3 separate regions of the Mus musculus genome follow, and regions 2 and 3 are each linked to region 1. A link is a contact called in public HiChIP or PLAC-seq data. All regions are on one chromosome and are shown on one strand. Each heading gives the region's core, a stretch centred on a gene start, on an enhancer-like site or on the middle of the called end of the contact. The rest is flanking DNA. Distances are from core to core; before and after follow the strand shown. Region 1 holds the start of Rptor (regulatory associated protein of MTOR, complex 1). Region 2 has its middle 7.7 kb from the start of Gm39484. Region 3 overlaps Rptor (regulatory associated protein of MTOR, complex 1).

Region 1 (4,466 bases), core at 694-3,193:
TCTAAAGCCCCTGCTGGTAGTGGTGGGGAGGGGCTGGTGGTAATGGGGACACTCGATTTTGGTGCACTGCTCTGAGACTAGGAGGATAATGGGCTCTGTGTGATACTGTAACCTCAGGAATTCTTGGGGGGTGATAACTAAACAGCAGGAAACACTTCCCACATGCTTGTGAGAGGGATCTGAGATTGCAGCCTGGACTCTCAGATGCTAGCAGGGTTGTGTTAGGGACTGTCACATTGTGTCCAACCCTGGATCTACTCTGAGGAACACATCTGCAGATTAACCCAGGCTTTAGTGGTAAGGCCTACAGTTAGTAGACTACATTGGAGTTGTGGGACCTGTTAGCATTCTGTCTAAATTCCACCCCACACTTACCTGGCAACAATCAGGTAGGCCTGACCCACTATAAAAGGGGCTGTTTATCCCTTTCATCCCTCTCTTACTCTTGCTTTTGATCTCTTGCTTCTCTCCTGCTCTTGCTCTCTCCTACCCCTCTCCCTTCCCTTCCCTCTCTCTCCATGTGCTCAAGGCCATGGCTCACCTCTACTTCTCTACTCTATCCTTCTCTCTCCCTTTCTCTGCCTCTACTACCCTCTTAACTCCCCTCCCCATGCCCTGAATAAACTCTACTCTATACATGTGGCTGGTCTCTCAGGGGGAAGGAATGCCTCAGCATGGGTCTACGGAGGAACCCCCTTTCCCCATTCCTCCCCCTCCCCCCATAGAACATATTTTTTCTGTCTTTATCTTTTTATAAACATACCAGGATCAGTCAGAGCTCACTCTCAGTGGTGGCTTGCAATGCCTTCACATCTTGTTTGTTTGTTTTTCAAGGCAGGATTTCTCTCTGTAGCTCTGGTTGTTCTGGAACTACTAGCTCTGTAGACCAGGCTGACCTCCAACTAACAGAGATCCTCCTGCCTCTGCCTCCAGAGTGCTGGGATTAAATACCAGGCCCAGCTTTCAACCCTTCTCTTAAAGTGGATTTTTTTTTTTTTTTAAAGAAAGGGTCTTATTTTGTAGCTTAGGCTGGCCTGGGCATCTTTACAAGCTAAATTTTTATCCTTTTAGTAATATTCTTTAATATTATCCAAACTTTATGGTTCAGGAACCTAAGACTGAGAAAATGCAGCTTGAAATTAGTAACATTGACTAACAGAGGCTCCCCTAACACCAAAGCTGAAGGTGGGCTCAGTTGTTGACTGAACTCTAGCTAAAGGTTAAGAGTGTTTCACTAACCGGGGCGGTGGTGGCCAGCCTGGTCTACAAAGTGAGTTCCAGGACAGTCAGGGCTATACAGAGAAACCCTGACTTGAAAAACCAAAAAAAAAAAAAAAAAAAAAAAAAACAAAAAAAAACCAAAAAACAAAAAAACAAAAAACCAAAAACCAAAAAAAACCAAAAAGTGTCTCACTCGCACCCTGGTTACGAAAGGCTGGCACCTCGTTACATTTACTTTATATTTCCATTGCACCAAAGCAGTTCTCAGAGTGTGTCAATATCTGAGATTTACTGAACTGAACCAGAGAAGTCAACAGCAGGGAGGCTTGCTTCTGTGGGCAGCTTTAGACGTTTGCACATGAAACTGTAGCAAAATAAGAATATACTGTTCAGGAAATAAAGTATATCAGACAAAAAATTCGTAATCGATGAAATCGGTCTCTTTTAAAAGTGGAAATATCAAAAGAAAGTCCCGATAGTCTTATGTGTCTAATATCAATGGTCTTTTCTGAGGCTTTTTAAAAATACCACCTTTTAAAATCATGACGAAACCAAGTGGTTTCTTTCTTTAATATCAAGGCACGAAGCTTTGTTTGTAGTAGCAAAAAGCTTTTAAAAATAACTGAACGGACATAGTTTCAATCGCAAATGGTCTATTTTACTAGTGGAGATCAACTAAGGAGAAAAGACGTGGTAACCTCGGTAACGGCGTGGGGGAAGGGAGGACGGAACACCGAGCTCTACGCCCTAGCAGGGGTAGAGCGGTGAGAACGCTCGAAGAGGTTTGGCTTATTGGACGCGCCGTAGATAGCGGTGCATGCTGGGCCTTGGCAATATGGCGTCCTCCTTGATGTGCTGATGAGAGGAGTTTTCACTGTGGCTCCAGAGCAGAGGGCAAAACTCCCCTGACCTAATAAGCCCAGTGTCCCTGTGCTGTCCGCGGGCCCGTGTCGCGTGTGTATCGGGACTCGTTCCTGGGTAGGAGAGAGCCACGAAGCAGAAGGCCAGCACGGGCCTGGCCGCGCGGCCCGGTGGCTGAGGAGCCCGGCTGCGGACGGGCACGATGGGCCGGTCCTGGCTCAGGTTGCAGCCCCTCAGGCGAGTGCGGGACCCGCAGGGCTGAGAGCCGCTGGGCGAGCCCCGAAGCCCCCCGATCCCGATCCCTTGAGGCCTCAGCCGGGCCAGCACAGTCGGAGAAGCCGCCCTGCGAGCGGGCCGGCCTGCCCGCCGGGAGCCACTGAGGCGTTGGAGGCCGAGAGCCGGGTCATCGCCGGGCCTGAAGTCTCTCCCGCCTCCGCCAGTCCCGCTTGCCGCCCTCCTGACGGCCTGCAGAGCTGCGGGGGCCGGCGACCGGGCGCGCGTGTCGCCGCTCGTCCGGGTCCTGCGGGCTTGGGTACCCACGGGCTCGCCACCCACCCCGCCCCCTCCAACTTCGCGCTCAGAGTTCGAGATAAAGATCTCCGAGGTTTAGCCTCAATAAGGATCTTCGAACGCTCTGCCGCCGTCTCTATTCCCAGCTTCCCGTTTTCCCGTATTTTATTTTACCAGTTCTGGTCCACACTAGTTTTTAAGGCTGGAGGTTCTCGAGCGCCTGCTGCCAAGGACTCCCCCTCCCCCTCCTCCCCTGATGGAGTCGGAGATGCTGCAGTCGCCTCTTATGGGACTCGGGGAGGAAGATGAGGCGGACCTTACAGATTGGAACTTGCCTTTGGCTTTTATGAAGAAAAGACATTGTGAGAAAATCGAAGGCTCCAAATCTTTAGCGCAGAGCTGGAGAATGAAGGATCGGGTGAGTGGCTTCTCATGGCACCTTTTTGAGTTCGTAGTTTTCCAACTAAGAAAGTTCTGAGCAAGGACAGCCTTTTTAGAAGGATGCGGGTATTTCGAAGACACATGTTGCACTAAAATCCAAAAAGCTATTCCAGACTCGGGTTTTGGCTAGTCTCTTCTCACCGAGTAGCGTTAAAAACGAGTTTTAATTCAGAGGGGGGAAAAACACCAAATTAGGAACTATAGTTTCACAGATACTTATATGCCCTTTACTACACTTAGTAGCACTTAGAGAAAAGACAACTTGGGAAATAATAGTTAACGTGCTTAGTCTATTTTTGTAGTCTGCTTTTTTTCAAATAACCAGGTTGCCTGAAGTTCAGATGTCTGATAAAGTGTGTTGGAAAACAAGATGACTTGAAATGTTTAGCCAATAACAAATTCAGGCAAAGTTATTTTAAGGTTGCAGCAGGTTTCATCCCAGTCCTTTGAACATCTTGTCTGTGAGGCTGACTCCCTGTGTATGTGACTTGTGGTCACTGTAACCTGGAGATAAAATTTCCTCAGTGGAAATTAGGGAGCATGGGGTATGATGGATTGGAACCTGGGTTCAGTTTTTTGGCCGTTCTTCTGATCGTGGAGTGTCATGAGATGTTGGTAGCAAAGAAAACAGCCAGCTGTAGTGCTGTTAGTTCCTGGTCTAACAAAAGGGGAGTACTGTGTCTTGTCTGTGCACACCCATATTGTGTGTATGTGTGTTTACTGTCTCTTGTCTGTGTATACCCATAGTGTGTGTATGTGTGTTTAGTTGTTTTCTCCTCCTGGGCTTCTTTCATTTGTGTGAACTTTTCAGTATAAAAGAGGAAATTGGTGTTATAATGTGTCATTTGTTTATACTTGGTATGTTTTTACTTGAGATGATTGTTTTAAAAAGGTGTATGTTGATGAACCCTCAACATAGTTCTAGCAATGACCAGTGTTTCAGTTGTTGATTTGGCTAAATTTTATCAAAAAATTGATAAATTTTTTTGTTTTTTGATTTTTTTTTTTTTTTTTTGAGACAGGATATCTCTGTGTAACATCTCTGCCTGTCCCGAAACTCTGTAGACCAGGCTGGCCTTGAACTCAAGAGATCTGCCTGCCTCATCCTGCTGAGTGCTAAGATTAAAGTTGTGAAAATTTTTTTTGAGACAAGGTTTTATGTAGTGCAGTCCAGCTTGGTGTATAGTCAAAAGCATTTTATGCTGGGCAAGGTAAATCACTCTTGTAATCCCAACACTCTGGATCTTGAAGCAGGAGGATCACAGGTCAAGGTCAGCCCTACTACAACGTGCAAACCCTGTCTTAAACAAGGATAAAAGCAATCTAAGTTAAACTGATGGCTGAGAGAGACTGCATAAAGTCTGTTTTATGGACATGTCTAGTACTAATGAAATAAAAATAAATTTGATTGCAGTGTTTATCTAAAAATAAAT
Region 2 (4,514 bases), core at 733-3,232, 88 kb before region 1:
TGTTAAAGGAAAGAGAGGTTTATTTTGGCTCATGGCCAAGGGTCGCTCTGGAGCCTGAGGGGAGGCAGCATGCCTTACTTAGTCAGGAGCCACGATTGGTCTTGTGACAGCCAGAAAGCAAGGGAGTGAGGAAACGGGGTCCTGTGGTCCCCTACAGGATTATATCTCAAAGGTCTCACCTAAACCTCACCTCATAGAGGTCTTCCACCTTCCCAGAGTGCCAGAGAACGGGCAGGAAGCCTTCCACACCTGGGTCCCTCAGATGGTTCAGATCCAAAGGGCTGCTGTTCTGGGGGCTGAAGCTGAGGCTGGGGCCCAGTGATGGGGTAGGGGACTGTGCAGTCTGAGACTCTGTTGCCCCCTTTGGCTTTCATGCCCTAGGGCCCTGGCACAGGAGCAGGCACAGCAGCTTATGGTCTCCTCTCCCTCTAGGTTAGTGGGTCACAACCTGTGTGTGGGGGTGGGGGGGCACATGACCATGTCACATGAATGGCATATTGGATATTCTGAATATGATATATTTTCATTATGATTCATAACAGTAGCAAAATTACAGTTATAAAGCAGCAATGGAGATAATTTTATGGTTGGGAGTCACCGTAATTTGAGGAACAGTGTTAAAGTGTTAAGGAGGCTGAGAATCACTGCTCTAGGTGATCCTTGGTCCCTCTGATGCTCCTCCAAAGGGAACCAGGAGGAACAGTGGACTGGAGCCATGCAGAGTCACCCTGGTTTCAGTCAGACCCTCAGATGCAAGCTAAGCAAAGCAGAAGTGGGTCCTCAGGACTTCATGCAGCTTGGTCTCTGAGGTCCTAGGAAAAAGCCATGCTACCTCCTAGACATCCTCTTCCTCCGCTGACAAGGAACAGTATGATTAAGGCTCCATTATTAACTTGCCAATCTTATTTCTGGGGCACAGCCGCTAACAGCTTAGGGGACCCACTTGGCATATAACGAGGTCTCCATGACAAATTACTTGGCTATCAATTAACTATCTGGGGAAATGTCATGCAGGATCCGTCATGCTGGCAGGGGAGAGAGAGCCAATTAACCTGGAGCAGTCAGTCCAATCCATACTCAGCCTCCAGCAGGGCTGGAAATGAGGCGAAGGAGCCTGCAGGGGCCCACAGTGGGCAGAACCTTCCCACCACCCCAGACGGACACAGGCTCCGTTCCTTCGTTCATAACATGGTCACTGGTCATGTGGCCGAAAAGGTCTCGGCTGAGGGGACCAATGGTTGGGTTAGACCATCTCTGGGAGGGATAACTGCACTGCCAGTGTCCATTGCTTAACATGTGACCGCAGGAAGCAAAGGGTCACCCACATCCTCAAGGTAAAGGGGACAAACGGCAGAGCTGTGAGATAAAGGGGTGGATGGACCCCAGAAACACAGCGCTGGCGACAGAGAAGCAGAGAACAGCCAGGATACTGCCTACGGACAGGTTACAGCACACTTGGCACATGGGACCATTGGCAGCACACTGGCAGCTACCGGCAGAATCCTGGCAACCTTCAAGGCTCTGGGATGCTCTGAGTCTTTCTGGAGTGACCCACTGCACCTCTAGCTAAATTTGACTGCCTCCCTTGCTCTGGCAGGTGCAGGCTTGGCCCTGACTCCTGAAGGCCAGGGCGGGTGTCCTGGGAGTAGGACAGAGTCATCCCGGACGAAGTGCGCGACCCCCTCAGCTGGCATTATAAGCCACAAAGATGGAGGGCTCTGGTGACTCTGGGCCATTACTGCCTGTACCTTTGGAGATCTGGCTTTGCTTTTAGAAAGGCCCTCTGGGTGCTAGGGGTGCCCACTCAGAACAGCAGCCCAGACCCTGACCCACCACACCCTTCGGCTTTGTCCGCGCCACTCAGCCAACCAGTGATTGGCAGCTGCCACTGCCCCGCCCCCAAACCTCATGCCTATTCATGACACTGACATATGGCACCTCCGTGGGGGGCTGAAGGGATCTGCTAGTTGAGAGAGTGCAGCTTGTCCCCATTCGAGCCCTGCTGAAGCAAAACAAATGCAAGATGCGAGGGGAGCAGAGGCGGCCCGGAGGCGTGTGCGCGCCTGTCGGTGAGCCTGTGTCTGCACACTCGCCCTGCAGGGACGCTGCGAGGGGGATGCAGGGTGAACCGGGGAGGATGGAAGGACTGGGCCTTCAGAGCCTCCTGGTTCTCCGCCGTGGGGTCCTGAGGAATCTGGCTGTCTGCCCATTGCCCCAGGCAGGCTTACACAATGAATTTTCCTCTCTTACACTGAGCACTGGGCTACAGACCGTGGGGCTATACCAGAGGTCTATATCAGAGGTCTGCAGCCCCAACAGAAGCAGATCTTTGGGAATGACAGTTCTAGCATCAGTCCAGAGGACTCCAGGCTCAACCCGAGTCTTGTCTTTTTATCTTTTCATTGTGTACTGGGATAGTGTCTCCCTTTGTTGCCCATGGCCGGGAACTCCTGCCTCCGCTCCCAATTACAGGTGTGTACCACCATGCTTTGGAGGTGCTGTGGCCCACAGAGGTCCTGTCTCACGTCTGGCTCCTCTTCCATTACCCTCTTCCTGAGGCTGAAGAAGTAGGTTTGGCTTTCAGACATCCTTGGCAGGGATGAGGCTAAGGGCTCTTTTTCCCAGTCTAGGCCTGGAAACCAACTTGGTATGTATATCCTAGAAATGCCATTGGATCCAGGACCTGCCTGTCCTCACTGTGCAAAAAAACGCCTCTGGCCACAGCCCCTGCCCTGATGGGACGGGCCCAGGTTGATTGGGCACTGGGCCGACTATGTTTCAGGCACCGCTGTGCATTGAGGCATCTGCTGCCACCATCTCCGGGCAGATGGCTTCCAGTGAGCTAAGTGTGTGCGGGGGAAGGGGTGCCATAGGAACCCCTTCCCGCAGGGAGCTTGGGGGCGGGAGAGGCAGGCACCCGCTAGAGCGAGCAGGGAGCAGACCACATCTGAAGGAGAGGCTGGGACCACACGAGTTCTGAGTGGGGTAAAGCCAATGAGTTTGTGGAGTCCCTGCCCATCCTCGGAAGAGAGGTGAGGTATCTCATGGAGCAGGGTTAGCCTTTCCCAGCAAACCTGGCTGGGTGGTCTTGGGTGACTTCTTTCTTTCAGGTTCCCAATGCCTGACAGAAAACCATCCTCAGACATCTGCCAGCTCCCAAACTTGAAGCTTCAGTAGGATGAGGGTGTCACCAGCACACAGACACTTGTCTGTTAGGGGGTGGTACAGTGAAGACACACTGGCACACCCTACCAGGCTCACCCAAGGCTCCCTGAGGGCTAGTCTTTGTGCTGTGTTAGTTGAGGTCACGGTGCTGGGCAGGGTTCTTTACCAACTGTCCCTAGCCACACCGGCAGCAACTGGAACCACAGGGGCGAGGGGCTGCCCAGTCTTCTGGCCAGGACACTAGCTGGGGTCAGAAATCCACTTCTCTCCCGGCTATCCCCAAAGCCATGTCTACTGCACTCAGGACTTACAGAAGAGCCAGGAACCTCAGTTCTCAAGGAAGAGGTAAACAGAATCCATCCTGGAGAGTTATGGTAAGGCAGGTCCTCCAGGGGCATTACGGAGGAACTGTGGGAAAGTTGTCAAGGAAAGAGCAGGGCGCCAGCCAGCAGCCTTGCCAGCGTGTCCATCAGGTGCCCCAGGTCCGAAGGCCTGCAGCCAGAGCTTGTGTGCTTGAGGCGGCTCTCTTCATTCCTACAACCACCTTGTAATGGTTTATGTCTGTTACCTCTAAGACTGGGCTGAGGCAAGACTGAGGAGGTCTGGGTGGCACCTGGGCCCGAGCTTCCCGATGCAAGGCGGGGGTGGGGAGCTGGTCTGCCCCATGCCATCCCTAGCATGTGGACCTGTGAAGACTCTGTGTTCTATAGAGATGCTGACTAGTACCTCAGACGTCCAGAGAGGGCAGCATGTGGGCCTCCCCTTCCTCCCCTTCCCTCTAGGCCTAAGGAGGCTGCTCCTAGCTGGCCGAATACTCTCCCGCTCATACCAAATGCCTCCTCCTGCCATGACTCAGCCCGGCTGTTACTCAGCCTCCCTTCTGCTGGCAGCTGCCTTTTGTTTTTTGGATTTGAGTTTGTTTGGGGGTTTTGTTTTGTTTCTCCCCCCTTCCCCCAAGTGTAATACTGGCACTGAGCCAAGGCAGGGTGTCTCTCACAGCTCTGGCCTCTGCCTATGCAGGATCAGGAGTGGCTCTCCGGGTCACGAAGGCTAAAGGCAGAAAATGGTCAAACCCTGGGTCTAGTCATCTGGGCACTAGGGACTTGGTCACCTCCAGAGAAAATTCAGGCCCCACCCCAGTCCCACCATTGGTTCAGCCAGATTCTACAGTTTCTGGGGTATCCATCCATCCAAAACCAGCCTTCCCAGTCCATAGCAGAATGGACAGATGAGAGATGAGGCGCTGTGACCCTAGGATCCAACATGCCCTCGATGTCGTAGTGTGAATATCCAGAGATCAGAGGCTCTCTTGGAAAAGGAAAGGCCCAAAGTTCCAGCTTTCATAGAGC
Region 3 (4,707 bases), core at 630-3,129, 110 kb after region 1:
GATCTGACATGGGGTTCACTGAGGCCTCAGCCTCTTGTCTGGAAGAGACAGTTATTCTCATGGTTTTTACCCAGGTCCATGTTTTACAGTAGCCCTCCTCTGCCTGCTCACTGAAGGCTTGCTTTCCTGGTTCTTCACCATAGACATACAGTGTGTTTCATACAGGAAGACATCCATTACTGGGTACTGCTGAGGGCTGGAGAGCCACCAATGAGATAGTAGCTTGTCTGATGGCTATGTCTGACTGGAGTGAACTGGGTGCTTTGGTACAGATGTGGGATGTGTTTCTTAACATGTTCTTGTCCATGGCTTGGATCAGAAGTTAGCTGTCAGGGCAGTGCATCATCTGCAGGGAACCCCTAAAACAACTCTCAACAATAAGGAAAAGTGGAGGCTCTGAGCCCATGGTTTCAACCTTCCAAGTACAAAGGCTAGTGCCACTACACTGGGAGGTTTATTTATATAAAAAACAAAATTCAAAAAACAAACAAACAAACAAACAAAACTGGCAAAGACAGGCTCCATTCTCACAGTCCTGGTTGAAGAGGGCAGTGGTGCTGGAAGTCCTAGAGAGATAGAGGACATGTTGCCACTGCTTCACAGGGTTTCCGAGCCCAGCTAGGAGTTTGTCAAGAGGAGACTCTTTCTGCATGCAGCCCTTTTCCTCTTCTTGTCATGGCTGTGGCTCTCCTTGAAGCATATTACTGCAACCCAAGTTTGTGATGGGCCCACACAGCTGCCTTTGTGATGGGAGCAACACCATCCTCCAGCTCGGCAGCCTAGCCTTCTTACACTGTGGTGGCCTATAGTGGCCTCTACTGTCCCTGTGTGAGAGAGAGTCAGATCAGTGAAGAACATGGCAGGGACTGCAGAGTCCCTTCTCAGGAGCCCTTCCTGGACCTCACTAGCCTAGGAAGCTGTGTGCTGTCACCCAGGCAGATGTTGGCTGGAGGCTATCACTGGAAAGGAATGGAGTCCAGAGCACCAGGCTTCCCTTGCACCAAGTTATTCATTGTTATGTTCTCCTTCTCTGCTGCAGGCTCCAAAACCCACGTGGCCTATTTTATTACATTGTGAGATTTAGCTTTTTAGGAGGAATGCCTAGTGTGATGGGTGGTGTTTTGGGGAGTTTTGTTGTTTTGAATGCCCAATGAAAACACCCATAAATCCCCCAAACTCCTTGATGTCTCACCTGCTGCTGTGCCTTTCACTCCACAGAGCCATTATCCAGGCATCCTCATTTTGAAACAAAACCTTACGTGGTGTGGTGACATTTAATTTAGTGTTTCTCATTTCAAAGCCCTTAAAAATATTAATTAATTCCTGTCAACCCCCAGGAGGCACATTATTAATATCCGAAGTGCCTTTCATGCTGGTCCATTAATGTGTCCTCCCAGTGTGATAGGTAAGAAATGAGGTTGAATCTACTTTTTTTAAATTTAAATTTTTTTTTCAATCACACAAGATAAGACCTTGCTAGAGCTAAGGTCAGAAATAATGAATCCCTAATTTTATTAAGATCTTGGCATGACTCCAACTCTGTGCCTTTGGGTGTGCTCTGGAAGAACCACACTCCTGTGAGGTGTAGTATCTGCAGGCAGTAGATGAGTTTTCAATGGAGCCTTACAAATGCAGTTCGATAACTATGCAGAGGTGCAGAGTTCACGAAGCCACTGCCACAGAAAGGAATTAGTGGGAGTAGAGAGCAGGGAGCTCCGGGTGTTTCCATCAGAGACTAGCAGTGATGGCAGATGTCCATGCAGACCTCCTCAGAATAGATGGCTGTGGCTCCTGGAGGGTAGGCCTGCCCTCAGTCTGAGTGATCTCTTCTTTATTTGATGTGGCCTCTTGTTGTCATCTCCCCTCCCCCCCATTCTTTTGTTCCTTCCATTTTTGAGACAGTGTCTCTCTGCGTAATCCTAGCTGTCCTGGAGCTCACTCTGTAGACCTGGGTGACCTCAGACTCTCAGAGATCCCCGGCCTCTGCAGCCTCTACCACCAGGAGGCACAGGATAGGCACTGAATCGTGTTCCAGCTGAGCTGCTGGCCCTGCCCTCCTCACTGCTCTGAGAGCTGAAGTCCTGCAGCTGCAGTTCCTGAATTTGAAGTTAATTTAGATGGGAGAGGTCACTGTGCAGGAACAGAGACACACCCACCCTTGTAGCAGACTCTGGACAGGGTCAGAATCTGGTTTGATCCGTGAGAGATGTGAATTGGAGCTGTGACCGTGAGGCTTGGGCCTGCTCTGGCTCCTTTGTGAGACCGAGGAGGTTGAGAACATGCACTGTTTAGGAGTGTTCCAAGAACAGGGTCATGAGCAGTGATGGTGTTTGGGCCTTTTGGAAATAAATAGGGAGTGTGCAATACACTGACTCATAGGGAGTGTGCACACGTACTTTCTCATAGGGAGTGTGCAATACACTGACTCATAGGGAGTGTGCACATGCACTTTCTCATAGGGAGTGTGCAATACACTGACTCATAGGGAGTGTGCACACGCACTTTCTCATAGGGAGTGTGCAATATACACTGACTCATAGGGAGTGTACACACATACTGACTTATAGGGAATATGCATATGCACTAAGGTTAATTGACTTTTCTCATGTTGCCCAGTAAGATTCTGAGGGAGGAAAAGGCTGCTAATCAGTAAGGTCAGTGCTGGAGGGAAGCCGTGGTCCCCACTGCTGTCACCTAATGAGCATAGTCTGCCTTCTCTGGAGACTTCCCTTCCCTTTCCGCCTTAGTCATCTCAGGTCTCTGGTAGGGAAGCACTCTAAGAGCCTTCAGGTACAGGTAGCATTTCTTCCTGGCAGTCACTTCTCTCAGTCCACACTCTACCTTAAGTGTTTAGCCTCCAAGGACAGCTGAGTCTTTGTTTGCATTAAGTGAAGAAGGCAGCTTTGCTATGGAGACCTGGCCACCTCTAGGGCTTGCAAACCATGAAGATAACTTGAATTTGGTTTATGATTTCCTTGTTATTTCTCTTGGTAGTAAATAGAAACATTTTCTGCTTTCCTTGTGTGTTCACAAAGAGAATAAATAGCCAATTTTGAGCCCCTTTTGGCTCCTCTTTGTCAGGTCCCAAAGAAACCTAGGACAGATAGCTATTTGTGGTGCCTATTAGCACACCAAAGCACACTCTGGCCACCAGGCTCACTTGGTTCTGTGACTCCTCTTAGTTCTTCCAACTGCACTGCCTGCTCCTCATCCCCAGCCTCACCCAGTGCCTCGCTGCGCTTCCCCATCTCTCCTCCATTTCAGCCGTGTGCTCCCTGGGGTCTTCTCTCTCTCCCCGTTATCTAGGGCCTCTGCTCCTCTTTATACCCACTTGCCCTCTCCCCCACTTTTCTGGCCTGGTTCAGTGGGACCCTTCCAGGTGCCTCTGGATGTACTCTCTCTCACATATCCGATAAAACCTTCCCCATGACCATTACCTTAGGGTGGTCAAAAGGATGTCATAACCGCTCCTAGGTATGGTGTTAATTCCAAAGATGGGAGGAGAAAGACCACCAACATACACCACCATGGCCAAATTAATTAAAGCAAGCTCTTTTATTTGTGTACATGACCAAGGTGGGGTTTTAGAAGTTACCTTTGAATGTGTGGAAGACTAGGTTTTTATAGCTCAGGGGTAGGGCGTTTCCAAATGGATTTAGTGGCCAAAAATAGGAGGGGTTATAAGAACAGAGCCATAAGCATAACAAGTTAGTCATGAGGACCTCCTGGAAGAAAGACATGACTGCAAGGTGGTTGTAACAAGAGGTAGTCTAACAAGACAGCAATAACAAACCTTTGAAATAAAGGTCAGGTTGCAAGATGGTTATTAACTTTTTGAAACAAAGACATGATTAACATTCCTGGAACAGACTGTACAGAGCCATTTGTAGGTAAGGTTACAGGTGGAACATAGCTCAGTCCTTAAGGTTTAATCATACAGGAATGGGTATAGTTTCTCTCTACTATGAGATAGGTTTTAAGCCTAAGATGGAGGCAGGCTGGTTCTTCAATGGCTGAGGAGGAGAAAGGTTTTTTTGTAGATATGAGGGAGAATATTGCCAGAGTTTATCTGGAAGAGCCCAGAGCAGGGAGGGAAAGTAGTAGACTGAATCAGGCCATGAAAGGAGAGAGAGAATGGAAGAGTGAGAGAGAAAAGAGGAGAGAAGGCCAGAGAGGAGCCCAGGACCAAGAGAACAGTTTGTGTTCTTTCTTTGGGACCTAACACTCTTCGTAACATGTTTTGAGGCTTGCCTTTCCATATCCACATTCTCTGCTTTTGTCATCTAAGAGCCTTCTTGGAAGTAGGAAATATCCATCTTGACTCTTGAGTGTATCCCCCCAACCCAAGCCCCAGTCTTGCAACCTCTGATGGAGTCTGGGATGGCCTTGTCCCTCTGACTCTGTTCAGGCTGTAGATCTGAGGTGAAGTGTTCCGTACCTCTTGCTCCTGTCTACTCAGCTGTGATGCACACTTGAATGCAGTCCTATGTAGATGGAGAGGGCTTTACTTTAATTACAGACGGCCAGGAGAAGGGTCTGCTAAAATGGGGTGTGGTGTGGTGCTTTATCTGGCCAAAATAGCAACAGTGACTCAGGAAACTCCAAGTTTGAGCTCATTTGGGTCTTAGCACAGAGTCCCTTGCCCAGTGCTCCATGTTTGTGTAGCAAGTGAGTCACACCTGTGAGGAGAGGTGACCTTGTATTGGT

Evidence for each region. HiChIP or PLAC-seq counts read pairs in DNA pulled down with a chosen protein or histone mark.
Region 2: a contact with region 1 is called in an H3K4me3 HiChIP or PLAC-seq map of embryonic forebrain, with 3 times the contacts expected there. The contact joins the enhancer-like site here to the promoter of Rptor in region 1. A contact is called at or near these places in 16 of 39 promoter capture datasets (the 3T3-L1 cell line, 3T3-L1-derived adipocytes, the C10 cell line and 9 more), 7 of 15 datasets of contacts at CTCF or cohesin (the NIH/3T3 cell line, embryonic stem cells, large pre-B cells and 2 more), 103 of 484 Hi-C or Micro-C datasets (3T3-L1-derived adipocytes, the 63-12 cell line, the AML12 cell line and 58 more), 26 of 115 datasets of contacts at active chromatin or transcription factors (the 230-238 cell line, the SCID.adh cell line, astrocytes and 15 more) and 4 of 9 other capture datasets (adipose tissue, embryonic stem cells, liver and 1 more).
Region 3: a contact with region 1 is called in an HNF4G HiChIP or PLAC-seq map of pancreatic cancer cells. The contact joins the enhancer-like site here to the promoter of Rptor in region 1. A contact is called at or near these places in 4 of 39 promoter capture datasets (the 3T3-L1 cell line, the C10 cell line, hippocampal neurons and 1 more), 2 of 484 Hi-C or Micro-C datasets (bone marrow-derived macrophages and pancreatic cancer cells), 11 of 115 datasets of contacts at active chromatin or transcription factors (the SCID.adh cell line, bone marrow-derived macrophages, embryonic hindbrain and 6 more) and 3 of 9 other capture datasets (adipose tissue, liver and macrophages).

What each region holds. Positions count from the first base shown.
Region 1 is chr11:119,600,962-119,605,427 of GRCm38.p6, forward strand. It overlaps Rptor (regulatory associated protein of MTOR, complex 1), which reads left to right and starts at 1,944. Exons shown (of 34, transcript NM_028898.3): 1 at 1,944-3,010. The coding sequence starts at 2,849.
Region 2 is chr11:119,513,204-119,517,717 of GRCm38.p6, forward strand. No RefSeq gene overlaps it. Among named protein-coding and RNA genes, the nearest start is that of Gm39484, 7.7 kb to the right of the region's middle. Within about 2 kb of position 1,983, at least 72 of the 459 cell types and tissues checked have an H3K27ac peak or open chromatin away from gene starts, as enhancers often do. A contact at or near this core is called in the N1E-115 cell line, brain, cerebellar granule neurons and 11 more, where this site is marked.
Region 3 is chr11:119,713,587-119,718,293 of GRCm38.p6, forward strand. All of the region lies in intron 3 of Rptor (regulatory associated protein of MTOR, complex 1), which reads left to right. Among named protein-coding and RNA genes, the nearest start is that of Rptor, 110 kb to the left of the region's middle. Within about 2 kb of position 1,880, at least 46 of the 459 cell types and tissues checked have an H3K27ac peak or open chromatin away from gene starts, as enhancers often do. A contact at or near this core is called in the SCID.adh cell line, adipose tissue, bone marrow-derived macrophages and 1 more, where this site is marked.